Linked DNA regions of Mus musculus: region 2 is linked to region 1. The links are chromatin contacts, called in public Hi-C maps. All regions are on one chromosome and are shown on one strand. The core of a region is the stretch at or near the end of the contact, and the rest is flanking DNA. Distances in the headings are between cores, read along the strand shown. Region 1 overlaps Rabgap1l (RAB GTPase activating protein 1-like). Region 2 overlaps Rabgap1l (RAB GTPase activating protein 1-like).

What was found. A called contact is a pair of places that touch in the nucleus more often than the background predicts.
Region 2: a Hi-C map of embryonic stem cells shows a contact between it and region 1, with 2.0 times the contacts expected there. The contact joins two enhancer-like sites. A contact is called at or near these places in 5 of 484 Hi-C or Micro-C datasets (the 3T3-L1 cell line, cerebral cortex, cortical neurons and 2 more) and 1 of 115 datasets of contacts at active chromatin or transcription factors (embryonic stem cells).

What each region holds. Positions count from the first base shown.
Region 1 is chr1:160,623,486-160,626,650 of GRCm38.p6, forward strand. The region is part of intron 13 of Rabgap1l (RAB GTPase activating protein 1-like); the gene reads right to left. Among named protein-coding and RNA genes, the nearest start is that of Gm23528, 21 kb to the right of the region's middle. Within about 2 kb of position 1,721, at least 17 of the 459 cell types and tissues checked have an H3K27ac peak or open chromatin away from gene starts, as enhancers often do. A contact at or near this core is called in embryonic stem cells, where this site is marked.
Region 2 is chr1:160,689,087-160,692,251 of GRCm38.p6, forward strand. All of the region lies in intron 10 of Rabgap1l (RAB GTPase activating protein 1-like), which reads right to left. Among named protein-coding and RNA genes, the nearest start is that of Gm23528, 45 kb to the left of the region's middle. Within about 2 kb of position 1,610, at least 5 of the 459 cell types and tissues checked have an H3K27ac peak or open chromatin away from gene starts, as enhancers often do. A contact at or near this core is called in embryonic stem cells, where this site is marked.

The DNA of each region.
Region 1 (3,165 bases), core at 471-2,970:
AAGACTGGAGCACTGATGCAAGCCAGAGAAAAATCTCCCAGGAAGAGATTCCACACTGTTCTAACACCTTGTCACAACATCATGCAAGAGCCAGGAGCTAAGAGAATGGTGGGTCACTAGATAGACAACTTAGTTTACATAGCTTCTCTGTTTGAACTCAAATGCCATGTCAGGTCTCTGAAGATGGACTCTGAAGGACAGTGGACTTCTCTGTTCCTTGCCCAGTATACTAATACTGGTCTCTCTTCTTCTCTGCTTCCCACTATTACAGTTTCTTTAATTGGCCAGTTGAAGATGAGACACTGAGCCTAAGTTTTTAGGGATGTGAGGGCCCAGGCTATGATCCCAACAACCTCAGAAATATTCTGAAATTATTGAGTACCGAAATTTAAACATAGTGAATATAATAAAACATAGTACATATAATAAAAGCTACTGAAATGTTTATCTTTAAATGACAAATTTTATGTTATATGACAGCTATCTCAGTGAAATAATTACAAAAGTTAAACACATATTTAGTATTGAATGCTACTTTGTAGTATATTTTAAAGCAAGTATTTTCATTTTTAACCTTTATAACATTTAAATTTCTGCATCTTATGAATTATCCATAATATCTTAGTATGGTAGCACTTATGCATAGTAAAAAATGTATACATATATTAGAAATTTATTCTCATAAAACCTTTTATTGATCATACATGTCTATATACAGTGATATGATACTAGATCATATTTCCATATAAGTAGCACATTATATTCTTCTGATGACTGTTCATGAGGCAGTAGGTACTACTACACCCTTTCTTCTACCAAGATTTCAAACTGTGAGAAGGATATACGAATATGTACCACAATATTATTTAAAACTTCCTGTGAAAAAATGTTGATGTTTTTACAGCTTTCAGGAAGACTTCTAGATCAAGATACTGAGTAGCAATATATATATATTTAGTTGAATATGATGAATGAAAGGTATTTGGGAGCAGAGGAACTTCATTTCCCAGGTTGCCTTTCTCCTGTAGTTCCGGCTGTGAGTTACTTTCAGCCAGTGAAGCATGGAGAAAGGGGAAGGCCACATGATCTCTCTCCAGTCCTACAAGGCACACTCCAGTGAAGTCTGCTTGACAGGCTGAGAAGCCTAGAAGCACTCATGAGGCAAAGAGTTTCACAGAAACTCACCTCCTGGAGCTTTGGCGTTCTCATTAACCCATATACTCATACCCTATCCCCGCATTAGTCTGGTGTATGGATCCATGTGCTCTCTTTTAATATTATCTTATCATAAGTGCCTTTTAAGATTGAATTCTGACATAGCCAGAGCCTTCGCCAGTGTTCCAAGGTTCCAGAAGCCTATGATCTTGGAAATGCAGTAAGGAAGTTACCTATTCAGTAACTAATTAAGCATTACAAAAGATGGAGCCAACAGCTCAGGGCTAGTCTGCAGAGTGTTTACCTTGTAAGAGCCAGGGAATCCCACTGAGATAGAAATCTTCAGTACAGGATACATTGCATATTAGAAGCAAGTTGGTGAATTCTCCTGACAAATGGAGATTCTCCAGATACTTAAAAGTTACACTCATATAAGAATTTAGCAAGGCCTAGGAAATAGGGGGGTTGTGGTATTGCATTTTTCATGAGAAGGCCTGTAAGAGCAGAACCCCCTGGTGCTAGTCTTCACAAGGCTCAAAGAAATAGCACTAGGGTGTGAGATCCTTATCTGTCACTGAGCTGACCCTAGGCAGGACTGCTTTATCTTTACTGTAAACATCTACCTGGTTCCTGTAAGTCCCTTTGTAGTCATTCCTTTGTTTTGTATCAGGTAACTTCAATGTACTTTGCCTGCTGTTGACTTCCAACCCCTTTTATTTTCTGTACTATTTAAGACTGGTGTTCACTTTGTGAGATTACATTCAGATTCTACACAATCTCTCGTGTTGGTCTGTCTGTCACCCACTGATGCCTTGCCCACCTGCGACCAGAGACTTGTTCCACGCAGACAAAGGGACCCAGAGGGTCTGCAGCACTCCAGCAGGAAAGAGTTTCACCAAAGTTAAAGCTTTAGCTTTGCCCTAGGCATGTCATTCTCAATCAGTTGCCTGCATATTGTGGGATGATCTTTTTCTTGTGTTGTGTTGTGTTGTAGTTTCATTTTGTTTTTGTTTTTTTCTGCTAGCAGAAACAGTAGCTTCCTGGTCTCTGGATCAGCTGGTGGCAAGCTAAAACCTTTATTACCACTTTGCTCTTTCAGTTCTACCAATGTTCAAGTAACTTAGATCCTTCATTAAACAGACTTTGAAATGCCAATTTTCCTAACCATGCCCTATTTGACATACACATCATTTGTCAGCTTGTCTCATGGTTTCTGTTCTATGTTTAATGTTATATTTCAAAAGAGAGAAAGAGAAGCAGGGCCTGGTGGCGCATGTCTTTAATCCCAGCACGTGTGAGGCAGAGGCAAGTGGATCTCTGTGAGTTCGAAGCCAGCCTGGTTTACAAAGCGAGTTCCAGGACAGCCAAACCTGTTACATAAAGAAACCCTGTCCCAAAAAAACAGATGGGAAAGGAGAGCTAGATAAGGAGGGAGATACTGAGTTGGCCAAACTTGAGACAAAGACTAAACTATTAAACTATTCCATTTTGCTAAGTTGTATAAGACTTATTTCATCAGCTACTAATTGAGGGTAACCACAGATAGATCTTACTAACTTATATACACCTTAAACTTATGCATTCTACATAGGCTGCCACCCTCAGATCACACCCCAAATTATACTTTAAACATGGTAGAGAACCACAAGTCTAGCCACTTAGGCAGATGGGAGATTTATACAACAAGATACTGCCATAATTATTTCTTAAGCACATCCCAGACAGACATGATGCTGGAGAAAGAACTGAGAGTTCTACATCTGGATCTGCAGGCAGCAGAAGGAGACTGGGACACACTGGCTACAATTGAGTTTATGAGATCTCAAAGCCGACCCCCAGTGACACACTTCCCCCAACAAGGCCACACCTACTCCAACAAGACTACACATGAAAATAGTGCCAGTCGCTATGGGCCAAGCACTCATTCACATGAGTGCATCAGGGCCAATCCTATTCAAACCAACACAGACTTAATGGGAGACAAGGACTTAATGATGAATGTCACTCTGT
Region 2 (3,165 bases), core at 360-2,859, 65 kb after region 1:
GGTTTCCTCCAGAGAATTAAGGGCTATATTCTCTTGGGTAATACACATCAAAATGTCTTTAAATTCAGATTTTCATAGGCTGTTCATCACTCCCTGCCTTTGTTTTTAAAATGCTTTTTCCATTTATTCATCTTCAACAGGTTACAGATTATTAGGAGCAAGGCTCAAATGCTCAGATGCTTAGCAGAGAGCTGTCAAGGACCCTTTCCTATGGTGAGTGGCTCAGCTGCAGATGCCACCACCCTAAGGTACACACAGTAAGTTAGACAAGGACTATAAACAAGGGTGGAGGTAGGGTAAAGATGAGAGCTGAGGGCCTCACCACTTGTAACACCATAGGCTACCTGTAGCCTCCCAAAAAGAATATCCCTCTCAAAGACGGGGATAGCTATGATAGTTGCCCTGACATGTATTGTGCTTGTTTGTGACTATACTAATAGTCTATGCTCTGAAACACATCCTGGCAGATCCCCCAGTCTATTCACAGCAATAAACCCAACTAAGATAGAAAGAAGTTGGTACTAGGAACTGGGGTGTTGCTATGATAGGTCTGACCATCTTTTTTTGTTTAAAAGAATATGGACTTTGAGACTGTGGGGTATTACTGTGATAAGCATGTTTTTGTTTAGAAAAATGTGGACTTTGTGACTATGGATTAGACAATCAGTTGAATGATTTAAGTGTGACTTAAAGGGCCATGCTAATAGGAACATGGTAGACAGTGGTGCTAAGAGTGATTTGAACTGTGGAGGCCTGGCTCAAGAGATTTCAGAGGAAGTGTTTGTATGTTGCCTAGAAATCATTCTTATGATATTTTGGTGAAGAATGAATGTGGCTGCTTTACCTTTGTCTGAAGCAAAAGTGAAGAGAATCAGATTAAGGAAATCTCAAAACAGCCTAACATAGACTCTTTCTTGTGGTACATTCTTATTTTTGTTTTGTTTTAATTAGGTATTTTCTTCATTTACATTTCCAATGCTATCCCAAAAGTCCCCCATACCCCCCCCACTCCCCTACCCACCCACTCCCACTTCTTGGCCCTGGTGTTCCCCTGTACTGGGGCATATAAAGTTTGCAAGTCCAATGGGCCTCTCTTTCCAGTGATGGCCGACTAGGCCATCTTCTGCTACATATGCAGCTAGAGACACGAGCTCTGGGGGTACTGGTTAGTTCATATTGTTGTTTCTTGTGGTACATTCTTACGAAGAGCATTTTGATCAAACATAGCAAGCTGAGAAAGGAAAAAAATGCAAAATGTATGATTCAAGTATTAAAGCAGCACCAAGAAATAGAATGGAGCTAAATCCTGTGTTTAATGAGATAACCAGATTAAAGATGTTAAATAGAATTAAGGAAATGGAAACCTTGGGGACAAGATCCTACCCAGATAAGCTTCCTTCTTGTGAAAAGGTATTAAAGAAAGCTTAGATACAGACTTGTTGGTGCACACCTTTAATTCCAGCATTCAGGAGACAGAGGCATACAGATCTCTGAGTTCAAGGTAAGCATAATCTACAGAGCAAGTTCTAGGACACCCAAGCTTAGGCAGTGAAGGAAATCATGGAAAACAGAAAGCTGGTAAAGCTGTAACTGAATGAAGACGCCATGTTCCAGCCTCAACAAGGAACAGAACTTGGCAGCTTCAACCACGTGGCTCTGGCTTTAGACTCAAGAATAGAAGGGATTATGGAATATCCCTCTCTAACCAAGAAAAATCACGTAGGCCAGATGTGTGGCGGGGTGTCCCTGCACAGAGGCCTTGAGAGGCCACTGCATGAAGCAATGATATTGAAGTTGCCTTGAAGACCCCTAGATGTAAGAGATGCCAGAGCCCAGAACCATTGGATACCTGCCGAGGAAAGCTGCTAACAGAGAATGGAACGATCCCAAGAGAAAGAAGTGTGTTGCAATCAACACAGCTGAAAAGAGTGGAGATATAAAGAATGCTCTGACATCAGACACAGAGATTCAGAGTTTGGCGTTTGCCCATCTGGTTTTGGTCTTGCTTTGTTCTGGTATCTCCTCACTATGACATCTTGGAATGGTAACATATATCTTATGATTTGTTTTTTGATTTTGATTTTATAGGGAGTTAAGAGATTGAATGAATCTCAGAAGAGACTTTGAACTTTGGACTTTTAAACATTGTTGAGACTGTAATAGTCTATGGGGACTTTTGAAGTTAGACTAAATATATTTTCTATTATGTAGTATCTACAAGGTTGAGGTGGGCAGGAAGTGAAATGTGGTGGTTTGACTAGGTTTGGCCCACAGAGATTCATATATTTGAATGCCTGGCCACAGGGAGTGGAACTATTAGGACGTGTGTCCTTATTGGAAGAGGTGTGGCCTTATTAGAGGAAGTGTGTCACTATGGAGGCAAGGCTTTGAGATTTTTTTTTTTTTTTTGAAGCTCTGCCCAGTATGACAAATCTAGTCTCCTGGCTGCCTTCAGATCAAGATATAGAATTCTTGATCCTCCAGTACCAAGTCTCCTTGCACACTGCCATGCTTTCCATCATGACGAAAATGGACTAAACCTCTGAAACTGTAAGCCAGCCCCAATTAAATGTTTGTCTTTGAAAGTACCTAAGGAGCTAAAGGGATCTGCAACCCTATAGGTGGAACAACATTATGAACTAACCAGTACCCCGGAGCTCTTAACTCTAGCTGCATATGTATCAAAAGATGGCCTAGTCGGCCATCACTGGAAAGAGAGGCCCATTGGACACGCAAAATTTATATGCCCCAGTACAAGGGAACGCCAGGGCCAAAAAGGGGGAGTGGGTGGGTAGGGGAGTGGGGGTGGGTGGGTATGGGGGACTTTTGGTATAGCATTGGAAATGTAAATGAGCTAAATACCTAACAAAAAATTTTTTAAAAAAATTAAAAAAAAATGTTTGTCTTTGTTAGGACTGCCTTGGTCATAGATTCTCTTCACAGCAATAAAACCCTAACCATGATACTCTGATTAAGCTGAGGATGCACACTAGAGGCTGGAGCTACCATTCTTATGGCCTTCTAATACAGACTGAACTATAATCATCATTACCACTTCTCCATAACCCCTCAGAGGTACTAGAAGCCAGAATACTAACATCATAATCTCCACAAATGCCACAGGGGGCTATCAATTAGAAGCTAAGTCAGTGGCCCATTCAGGTT